2 separate regions of the Mus musculus genome follow, and region 2 is linked to region 1. Evidence: chromatin contacts called from public Hi-C data. All regions are on one chromosome and are shown on one strand. Each heading gives the region's core, a stretch centred on a gene start, on an enhancer-like site or on the middle of the called end of the contact. The rest is flanking DNA. Distances are from core to core; before and after follow the strand shown. Region 1 holds the start of Cul4a (cullin 4A). Region 2 holds the start of Thap1 (THAP domain containing, apoptosis associated protein 1).

The links. Hi-C and Micro-C count contacts between places; a contact is called where the count stands out from the background.
Region 2: a Hi-C map of CD8 T cells shows a contact between it and region 1, with 6 times the contacts expected there. The contact joins the promoter of Thap1 here to the promoter of Cul4a in region 1. A contact is called at or near these places in 1 of 39 promoter capture datasets (pre-B cells), 2 of 484 Hi-C or Micro-C datasets (CD4 T cells and CD8 T cells) and 1 of 9 other capture datasets (adipose tissue).

Annotation. Positions count from the first base shown.
Region 1 is chr8:13,102,873-13,108,188 of GRCm38.p6, forward strand. Cul4a (cullin 4A) reads left to right here and starts at 2,751. Exons shown (of 20, transcript NM_146207.3): 1 at 2,751-3,031; 2 at 3,322-3,437. The coding sequence starts at 2,884. Pcid2 (PCI domain containing 2) reads right to left here and starts at 2,471. Exons shown (of 14, transcript NM_178708.3): 1 at 1,903-2,471. The coding sequence starts at 1,938.
Region 2 is chr8:26,155,234-26,160,549 of GRCm38.p6, forward strand. Thap1 (THAP domain containing, apoptosis associated protein 1) reads left to right here and starts at 2,936. Exons shown (of 3, transcript NM_199042.2): 1 at 2,936-3,288. The coding sequence starts at 3,218.

The DNA.
Region 1 (5,316 bases), core at 1,501-4,000:
GTGGATGCCAACAAATGCTTACTGAAAGAAGACTGTTATAGCTGTCTCCAGAGAGGCCCCACCAGTGCCTGACAAATACAGAGGTGGATCCTCGAAGCTTACCATTGGACTGAGCACAGGATCTCCAACGAAGAAGCTAGAGAAAGGACCTAAGGAGCTGAAGGGGTCTGCAGCCCCATAGGAGGAACAACAATATGAACTAACCAGCAACCCCAGAGCTCCCAGGGACTAAACCACCAAAGAAAACACATGGTGGGACTCATGGCTCCAGCTGCATATGTAGCAGAGGATGGCCTAGTCAGTTATCAATGGGAGGAGAGGCCCTTGGTCCTGTGAAGGCTCTATGGCCCAGTGTAGGGGAAGGCCAGGGCCAGGAAGCCAGTGTGGGTGGGTTGGTGAGCAGGGGGAGAGGGAAAGGGGATGGGAATTTTCAGAAGGGAAACCAGGAAAGAGGACAACATTTGGAATGTAAATAAAGCAAATATCTACTGAAAAACAAAAAAACAAAAAATGTGCAAAACATTGGAAAATTAAAAGTTACATGCATCAGTGTCAAAGTTCTCAGGCTACTAAATGCATTGTGGTTACAGTGAATGTCCTTGTTCTTAGGGCTACGATGTCTGTGATGTTCTTTGGCTGTGGGTTCTGAATTAGAGGTAATTTATTACTGTTAACCTTAGGAAATGGAGTAAAGTTTCCTTCTAGTTTGACCTTGAAGAAAAGTGGACCTCACTCCTTGCTGTAAGGAGTAGACTCCTCAAGCTCCACGTTTCTCTCTTTGAAACATATGCAGGCTCCCCTTGCAGGCCATCAAAACATCACTATGGACTTGGGATAACCCGGAAGCAGCACAAGCATGCTGATGCCATGCCATTCCCTGTGACAGGAAAGAAAGACCTTTATTCCTGGCTCAAGCAGTCACAAGAGTAACAGGCTACTCTTAACCTTATTAACACCGGTAAGGATGGCAAAATTCAACCAACCTGACCCCAACAGCTTCTGGGAAATCAGCACAGGAATCATGGGGAAAGAGAGACAAGCAATTTGTTAACAGGTAGCCACTGGCCAAGGCTATTGCCAGTGTGTTGAAATAAAGACTGGTCTTTTGGCCAACAATGAGATCACTAAGGTTCAAGCGTGATCTCCAGAATTAGCATCTTGCTAAGTGTTAAACATGTGCACTGTAGAGCCAGTCTCTGATGCTTCTGAGCTGGGAAGACTTGGGTTAGCCGCCTACGGAGCTCTTCAAGGAGGGCCTTGTGATGGAATCAAAGAGAATACATATGCACACGCAGCACCGACAATAGTGCCGCTACTTAAGAAGCACACAAGTACTGCTTCTAGTACTGTAGTACCCAAAACTGAGCTGTTTGGGACAGGAAAAGGGGGCTTTGGTAATAGAGCTAAGCGCAAATCCAAGGTTCATAAGCAGCCATGAGCAGCAAGTGTAGTCAGTTAAAACGTTCATCAGTCTTCCCTATCTGGCTGCCCCTTGCACCAGGTGTGTTGCCTAGTGGGATTCACATCTTCAACACCCTAGAAGACGCAATCACGGCCCTCCACCCGGATGCAACAGTGTTTGCCTGTGCCACTCCCAGGCTTTAAGTAAAGCCTTGATGGGCACCGCTGCCAAGAGACACAACGTGCTTCGTGCGGACAGCAGCGCTGACTACACAGACAACCGTTTCTACAAGTGGCCCCGATCTTGCTACCTCCACCTCGGATCCTCCTCCTCCTGGTCCACCGGGCAGCACCTGCAACTTCCGAACAAGGCAGGCTGCCCACCGCGTGCAGCACACCCTCCTCGCCTCGAGGCCAGCCGCAGGACCCCCGGCACCGTCCGACCCGGCCCCAGGACTCACCCCTCGTGGCCCGTAGGCCAGGATACCAAGCGAAACCCACCTGCTGTAGGTACTGGTTAATGGTGATGTGCGCCATAGCGGCGGCCGCGGGTGTTGAGTGCCTCACTTCCGGCGCAGGTCCGTTTCCGCTCCTTGTCCCCACACGGTAACCTCTGCACGTTGGTTCCGGAGCGGGTGAAGGTGGAGCGAGCCGAGCCGAGCCGAGCCGAGCCGGTGGTGAGAGCACTTCTTTGGGGGCAGCTGTCAGCGCGGTCGCCGGGACGCCTCGGGTGCGGCGGGGGCGCGCGCGAGGGCGGAGGACTGACGTGGAGGAGTTCCCAACCGACTTGGGAACGTGTCCCTGGTCACGTCGGTGTGCTAGCGACCCGATTCCTCGCACCCCTCTCCCATGAGGGTGACCCGATCCCCAACCCTCCGTGTGCAGAGGCGCTCCTGACTCTCCCGGAACCAAAGTCCAGAGCCCACTGGGAAGGCGTCCCGCGCACTCCTAGGATGTGTTCCTGAGTCCTCCCACATCTCACACTGGGGCACCCCAGATAAATGGGTGCAGAGCATCCCGTCCCCAACCCCTCGGCGCGCTAGCGCACGGAGCAGCATCCCTGAGCATCCTAGGTGTAAGGTGATCCAGGAGGCAAGGTTGCCGGGTGCTTTTATCCACTCAAGTCCTCGCCGGGGTGTCCTCGTCACGGCCCTCGACGTGACGTGGGGCGGCGAGCTCCGGAGCCCTCGGTGCAGGTGTCACGGCGCCCTCTCGCGAGCATTCGTTGTAGAACGCCTGCGAGTCCCCGAGCCCTCCTTGGGCGGAGTTCGCGCATAGGAGGAGGAGCCGGATCGTTCCGGTGCGCGCCGCGGCGGTTGGGCCTCGGGCGCGCGGACCCGGCCGCGAGCAGAAAGAGGAGGAGCCGAGCGCTCACGGGCGGAGCCCGACAGCAGCAGGAGGAGGAGCCGGGCGCGCACGGAGCGGGCGCAGGGCAGGAGGAGGAGCCGGGCGGCGCGGGGCGGGGCGGCGTCCGGCCCAGCCATGGCGGACGAGGGCCCTCGGAAGGGCAGCGTCTCGGCTCTCATGGGCCGCACCAACGGCCTCACCAAGCCCGCGGCGTTGGCCGGTGGCCCCGCCAAGCCGGGGGGCACGGGAGGCTCCAGGAAGCTGGTCATCAAGAACTTCCGAGGTGGGTGCGCTCCGGTGAGGAGCGAACGGGGCGGCCGGCGGGTCGCGCGCTCGGACAGGGCCTCCTGGGGCTGCCCGGCAGGCCCTGTCCCCGCGCCCCGGCCCGCCTGGTTCCCGCACTGTCCCGTCTCGGCGCCGCAACCCGACTTGTCCCTGCACCTCACGCTCCGCCACGTCCCCGCGCCCCAGCTGGCCCCGATCCCGCACCTCCTGGCTAGCCCGGCCGGGCCCTGCCTCGGTGCCCCGGCCTGTGCTGTCCCCGCGCGGCCGTTGACCCTCTCTCCCCCACAGACAGGCCGCGGCTGCCTGACAACTACACTCAGGACACGTGGCGGAAGCTTCACGAAGCGGTCAAGGCCATCCAGAGCAGCACATCCATCAGGTACAACCTGGAGGAGCTGTACCAGGTGAGCGGCGGCGAGGGCCTGCGAGCACCTGGCTGGGTTCCTCCTCCAGCAGCCACCGGGGCCAACGCTAGGGAGGCCCGCCCGTCCGCCCGCCCGCCCGGGGAGAAGCTGCGGCCCGAGCCTTCCCTAGCGGAAGCCGCGAAACCCTGGGTCAGCAGGTGTTTCTATGGATCGCCGCCCTGGATTAGTGCTGTGTGTTGAGGCTTAGACCAGGCTGCTTAGGAGGTGTACGTTTTCCCAGCGCCAGAAGAAAGGAGGTGTTTGGAGCTAAGAGGCACAGAGCCCCCAGCAGTCTTCAGTGTTATCAGAGTGCCAGTGTGTTATACATGGAACTCAGTACGGCCCCACTTGCTAGTAGGGTCCCTGGGTTGTGACACACACACCCCCTCCCCAACACACACACACTGTTTTGTAGTTTAATTATTGCAAATAAGGTTGCAGACAGATTCTGGTAGGGTTTTTGTTTTGTTTTGTTTTGTTTTTTTTTGAGACAGGGTTTCTCTGTGTTGCTCTGGCTGTCCTGGAACTCACTCTGTAGACCAGGCTGGCCTTGAACTCAGAACTCCACCTGCCTCTGCCTCCCGAGTGCTGGGATTAAAGGTGTGCGCCACCACGCCCGGCGATTCTGGTAGTTTTAACTTAAAGACAAGTTGTGTCTGCAACAGGGGGGGAAAATCATCCGAAGTACATTTTGCTGTTTCAAGCACACTTTTCTGTCATGGTTTTATACAATAACTGCTAAATATTCTGTGTTTTAGTTTGTGATAGAACAAATAATTACTTATATGTTACTTAAAAGTTACCTAAGAGGCTTGTTTTATCCTGGTTACAAACTGAGTGTATTGTAAGTTACAGAAAGCACAAGAAGAAAAGTAAGCAGTGGTACCCGAAGGAACCTGTGGCAGGCCCATCACTCCCAACCCCAAACTCCCAAATCCAAAACTTGTAGTGCACTCATGAAAAAAAGACCCACACCTGACTTCCTCTGCTGGGCCTCAGACAGAACACAGTATATGCTAAAACTGTTGAATAAAATGACCATCGAGCTAGGGCCAGCCAGATGACCCAGTAGGTAAAGCGCTGGCAGAGCCAGCTTGACAACTTGTGTTCGAACCTCAGAACCCTCAAAAAGGTGGAAGGAGAAAACTGACTGGAGACGCATCCCCAGACCTCCAGCCTCTTGACGTGACACAAGCACCCACACATACACTTGGTGTACACACACAATGATAAAACAAGGGATATGGGGTACGAGTCAGCTTTGTGTCTGTTTACACTTGATTCTCAGTACCCAGATACATCATTGTGTATGTGCAAGTATTAATCCGGAAGAAAAACATCTGAAATCCACAACACTAGTAGCCCCAAGCATTCTGGGTAAGGGACCACTGGCCGATGGTGACGGATTGGTGTATATGTGTCTGTTCTTTGTCTTAAGTTTGTGAGTTGATTGTGTATTGAAGGAGAGGATTTTATTTAAGGTTTTGTTTTTGTTTTGTTTAGACAGGGCTCACTGTGTAGCCTTGGCTATTCTAGAACTCACTGTGAACAGTCTGACTTACAGAGATCTTCCTGCCTCTGTCTCTTGGTGCTGGAATTAACATTATGCACTACTACACCCGCCTAAAGATTTGCTTTTATTTTTATTATTTTAAGTATGTGCCTATGTGTAGGTGTGCATATGAATACAGTGTTGGGGGCATGTGACATGTGCTCCAGTAGGTTTATTTTGTTTATTTTATTTTTTTATGAGAAGAGAGAGTCGGTTGGTTTTATTTTTTACGAGATTCACTGTGGGGCTGGAGAGATGGCTCAGCAGTTAAGAATGCTCTTACAGAGGTCCTGAGTTCAATTCCCAGCAACTACATGGTGACTCACA
Region 2 (5,316 bases), core at 1,686-4,185, about 13 Mb after region 1:
ATGTTCCTCCTCACCTTCATCCATTCCATCCTCTGATTAACATTCAAATGTTTGTTTCTTGCATGGGATACCTACCCTTAGTTACCCTTATTCAGGTACCTTAGTATAATTTATACTTTAAAAAAAAAAAAGTCTCCAGCCCTTAATTTACACTTTTATTCTACTTTCCCCTTTATAGAATAAGCTCTATGAAGATACACTAATATGCCTCACTAACAGTTCTGTAAATAACATGCTAGCCCATATGGGGGCATAATATAGGAAAATGAACTAATGAACGAGATAAATGATCACTTACCGCCCACGTTACACCTCACATCCCTACTCCCATCTCAACACAGCAGAATTTATTTTTTCGATAGGTTTTGACTTTGTATACCTTGGTTGGCTAGAACTCACTATGACCAGGTAGTCCTCAGACTCAGCACAATTCTTGCCCTTCCTTTGTGAAGGCTGAGATTACAAGAGTGTGCTACCAAGCCTGAACTTGAAGTGTATTTAAACCTGCATCACCCTTCTGCTTCAAAGCTGACTGTGGAGACAGGTTGTTGCTCAGCACAAGAACCTCAGCATGGTAAACCAGCAGCTTACATCAGCCTGCAGAACCCCTTAGGCTCTTATCCTCTAACCTCTCCTCTTACTTGTCCCCCAAGCCACTGCACTCAGCAACTCCAACACACTTCTGCTTCTCCTTGAACAGGCTGGATCCCCAGGCCTCGGGAGGTGGGCTTCCCGTGCCTCATGGCACCAGGTACAGAAGATGTCCTCACAGCTAATTTGAAATCTTTCAGTAGTTGCTTCCTCTAGTAGGCCAGTCCTAGCCTCATCTTTAATAACTGCAACCTCCTCCAGCATTTTTCGAATTTCTGTGTGACTCTCCTTCTTCTCACTACAGAACACTAGCTTAGTAAAATAACTAGTAAGGCAGACTACTATACCACCCATCTTCACTATATAGCCCCTCAGAAGTACAGAACAGGTTTTCAATAAATAACAAGCCATATGATGTGTTCAGAGTTTAAGGTAACTACATAAATTATTTTTGGGGTACCATCTGTTAACCATATCATGATTTTTTTTTTCTTTGCAGTGGACTAAAGTAGAGAACCTAGTATCAATACCCTATAAAATGTTAATAAACCACTCTTCTGGTGTTCCTAATATATAGCTACTTCTCTGAAACGAATTTAGGTACAGTTTCTAGGTCCATTTAATTCAATGTCTCCTAATTTGTGACAACCAGAGCTGCTGAGGCTACCAGGTTCAGTAAGATGCTGCCAGCCTCCCCAGCACCCCAGTCAGATGAGACAGAGATGTTACAGCACACAATTACAGACATAAGTACACAACTTCACCAAAACAAAAAGGTATAAGGCAAACCTGACAGAAAAAAACACACAAGATACATCTTAAGGAAAGATGAAGCAGTCAGGGGACGGGCATCCCAGGCCAAGCAAAGCTGCCTATCTGAGCAGTTACAGGAGTGTAAGGACAAGCAGGGGAAGATGGTACAAACACAGGAGTACCTGCTGCTTATGCTGCCATCATCAGCAATTTGGACTTTATTCACTACAGAGGTATCCTGGGATGTCTAAGCTTTATAAACAAGGGGCTGGCAGTGTTTTTATGAGGGACAGAGAGAAAGCTGAAGACTAGGACTGACAAAAAGTTGAGACTGTGAGTACTTGAATTCAAGGATGGTGGTGAGAGAATAACCTCTCTATTCTATGAGGTTAACCTAAGTCTCGAGGAAGGGGTCCTAGGAGCAGCTGATAAGAGCACTTAGCATCAAGACTAATGATCCGAGTTAGGTCCCAGAGCCCACAAGGTGGAAGGAGAGAACCCACTCCCACAAACTGTCCTCTGACCCACAACATGTGTGCCTGGTGCCCAGCTGCCTGGAGTTATAGATGGTTGTGAACTGCCTTGTGGGTGCTGGGAATCGAACCCGGGTCACCTGCAAGAGCAACAAGTGTTCTTTTCTGCTGAATTAAAGCCTAGTTTTTTTGTTTTATCTCAGTGACACCAGGATTTCAGATTTAAGTAGTTGGCGAATGTATTAAACCATATACCTGATAACTCTGAAGGCAAGTCCATGTGTGCTCAAGTAAAACGAGCTAGGAAAAGATGGTATGTGGGTTCAATAGTCAAAGTTCTAGAGATGGTAGCCACTAAATAGATCCTTAAGAGAAGCAATATTTAAGGGTACAGAAAATAGTTTATAAGGGAGAGAATGCGCCACACACTCCAAACTACAGAGGGTCAAGCCTGTAACACTTGTCTTCAGCTTGAAAAATCGCTGCGCCTACACAAAGGTAACAACGTTCAGAAGTGCACTGTAGGGATGGAAAGATGGCTCTGCAGTTGAGAGCACTGACTGCTCTTACATAGGTCCTGAGTTCAATTCCCAGCAACCACATGGTGGCTCACAACCATCTGCAGTGAGATCTGATGCCCTCTTCTGGTGTGTCTGAAGACAGCGACAGTGTACTCACATACATTTAAAAAAAAAAAAAAAGGTCTTCCTTCCCAGCTTAGAGGAAATGAAATGCGCGTTTGTCCTCGTTGTCTAGTTAGACGGTCACCTGGATTCTGAACGTGGACCACAGGTTTGTACAATCCACGCATCTGCTGGTTCCCCCCCCTTTAAAAAAAAACTGCGTATGGCCAGGGACGAGCTCTTCCACGTTCTCCTGCAGGCTTTCGGACCCAACAGGCCGTTCTTTATCAAGCTGCAGCAGAAAACGCCGGACAAATTAACGACAGTCACCACTACGAGAACGACTGCAGTCAGGATCCCAAACAAACGCGCTCTCTTCCGGCCAAGGCGCAGAGGGCCCACCCACTTCCGCACTGCTGACCACGCCCCACAGGCGCGCCTCGCCCCAGCCAATGGTCAGCTTCCCTGGGAACGTTACCTTCAGCCAATCAGAGACGGCGAGCCGAGTCCTCGCGAGAGGTGAGGCTGAAGCTGCCTCCGCCATCTTGAAGATGGGAGACGGGCGACAGCTGTGGTCCTTCTGCTAAAGCAAACCCCACAACGGACAGGGTAGTCACTCCCCCACCCCAACCCCCACCCCACGGCGAGGTGATCGTCCCCGTAACTGCTGACCGACGCCACCGAGAGCGGCGAGCGTTATCAAGGCCGAGCGCGGCGACCCCGACGGCCCCCTTCGCCTGCCTCCCGGGCCGAAGGGAAGTGTGGAGGGCCAGAAGGATGGTGCAGTCCTGCTCCGCCTACGGCTGCAAGAACCGCTACGACAAGGACAAGCCCGTCTCCTTCCACAAGTAGGTAACTGGCGTGCTCCGCGGCCGCGGCGACAGGGGCGCGCGGGCGGGTGGGGGCGGAGCCCGGCGCGTGGCCGCGCGAGACCTGGAGGAGGCGGGGCGGGCGCTCGGGCGCTCAGGGCGGCGGACGGGCCGGGCCGGCGGGGGCGGGGACCCACGGGGGCGCGTCCCCGTGGCTGCGCGCCCCCGCTGCGCATCCCGGGCGCGCGGCGTCTCCGTTGGTCTTGGCCTCCGCTGGGGGCTGAGACCGCGCGCCTTCGCGCTCGCGGAGGGTTTCCGGCGGGCGGGCAAGCGAGCGAGCGACGCCCAGAAGCCTCTCGCAGCCCTGCGTACCTCTTCGTCCCAAGCCGCGGCGTGGCCGTGGCACATAGGGAGGAAGTCGAGCTGGGAACGCACAGGGGGAGGAGGACAGGTTTCGGACCTCACTGTGGATGCCGGGAAGGAAGCAGGGCAGCTGACCGGGATGCCAGGGAGGACTCTTAAGTCCTAGCGTCAAAGAACCAACCTTTAGCATCCATGGGCTTTAGAGGAGGCTCTTGGTATTGTCGAGATGAACCCCTGTCTTTCAACACACAGGAAGAACGAGACGATAGCACACACTTGACTCTGTTGCCGTGGTGAAGGTTAATGTGAGCGAATACCAGCTTTACCCCCACAGCCGTCAGGGCTCGTTCTTGTAGTGGGTGCAGCAATCAAGAAGCCAGGGTGAAAAATACTCTGGAGAGATGGCTCAGCGGTTGAGAGCACTGACTGCTCCTCCAGAGGTCCTGAGTTCAATTCCCAGCAACCACATGGTGGCTCACAACCATCCGTAATGAGAAATGACGCCTTCTTCTGATGTGTCTGAAGACAGCTACAGTGTACTTATATATAATAAATAAATCTTTTTAAAGAGAAAAATAAAAATACTCTCTTGAAAGAAGAAAGTCATAGAATTAGCGTTACTGATGGTGTTTGTTAATGCTAACAGTCCACAAAATGTGACAATTTTTAGGCAGGTAAATTTGTTGTTACAAGTTTTATGTTAGGTTTTGGAGGAATTCCTGACTGTATGCAGATGATAGCTAAGAAATCAGATCCACTGGTAAATTATGCAAGTTATCCATAGCAAAACGATTACAGAAACAAATTTCACAATGGTCTCTCAGATTTTGAGGGGTCAGTAGTGTTCATGTTTAATAATGTTTGCAAGAAAGTAAGACTTGTGTGCTGTTTTCTCTGGGGAATAGGCTAGAATATAGCCTAAACTATGACTTGGTTTTTTGAAATTTCATACATCCTCAGAATGTAGGACTAGATGAGGGAATGGTGACAGGGACGTGCATTCGACTTGCCGCCTCCCTTTCCTATGCTTTATTAAGATGGCCCAGGGAACCTTCAAGTATGCAGACTAGTTAAAAATGGCACACATCAAAAAGACCGTTTCAACTGCTGGGTGTTGGAAAATAAGAACAAGGGCTAACATGAGTCTTAAGCCTTATGTAAGAACAGTAAGTGGCCAAGATCTTGCTTGACAGTTCTGTGCCCCCGTCCTAGGAGACGAGACACTAGGACTTATAAGAAGTTGCCACCATGGTGCTTTGAACTTCTTTTTAGGCATATGCTTTTTCCAGCCTGAACATAGTTGCAGTGGAGAAAGCTGGCTAATATAAAGATAAGCCCTAACACGAAGGTTGGCTAGGTCTTCATGAAGAACAGGATGATCGGGGTCTGGCATACCTTATGTGGTGGAACAGCTAAAGAACAGTAAAGCTAAATTGAAACATTCTATAGCTTTTTCTGATCACTCTAGCGTCTCCCACTGCGTCTTTGATATAGAAAAGCACAGGGCAATAAATATAAAGACTCCCCACTCTGTATGCTGAATTAAGCACGAAAATAAAGTCCTTACCTTCTTTATCACTTGCGTATAATTCAGGCTGTCAGAATGTAGTCTATGTGTTGGACTGACTAAAAAAGAGCTAGAAGTCTCTTTGAGGATATAGACATATGTCCGATTTTTGTTCTTCTATAAGACACAGAATTGCT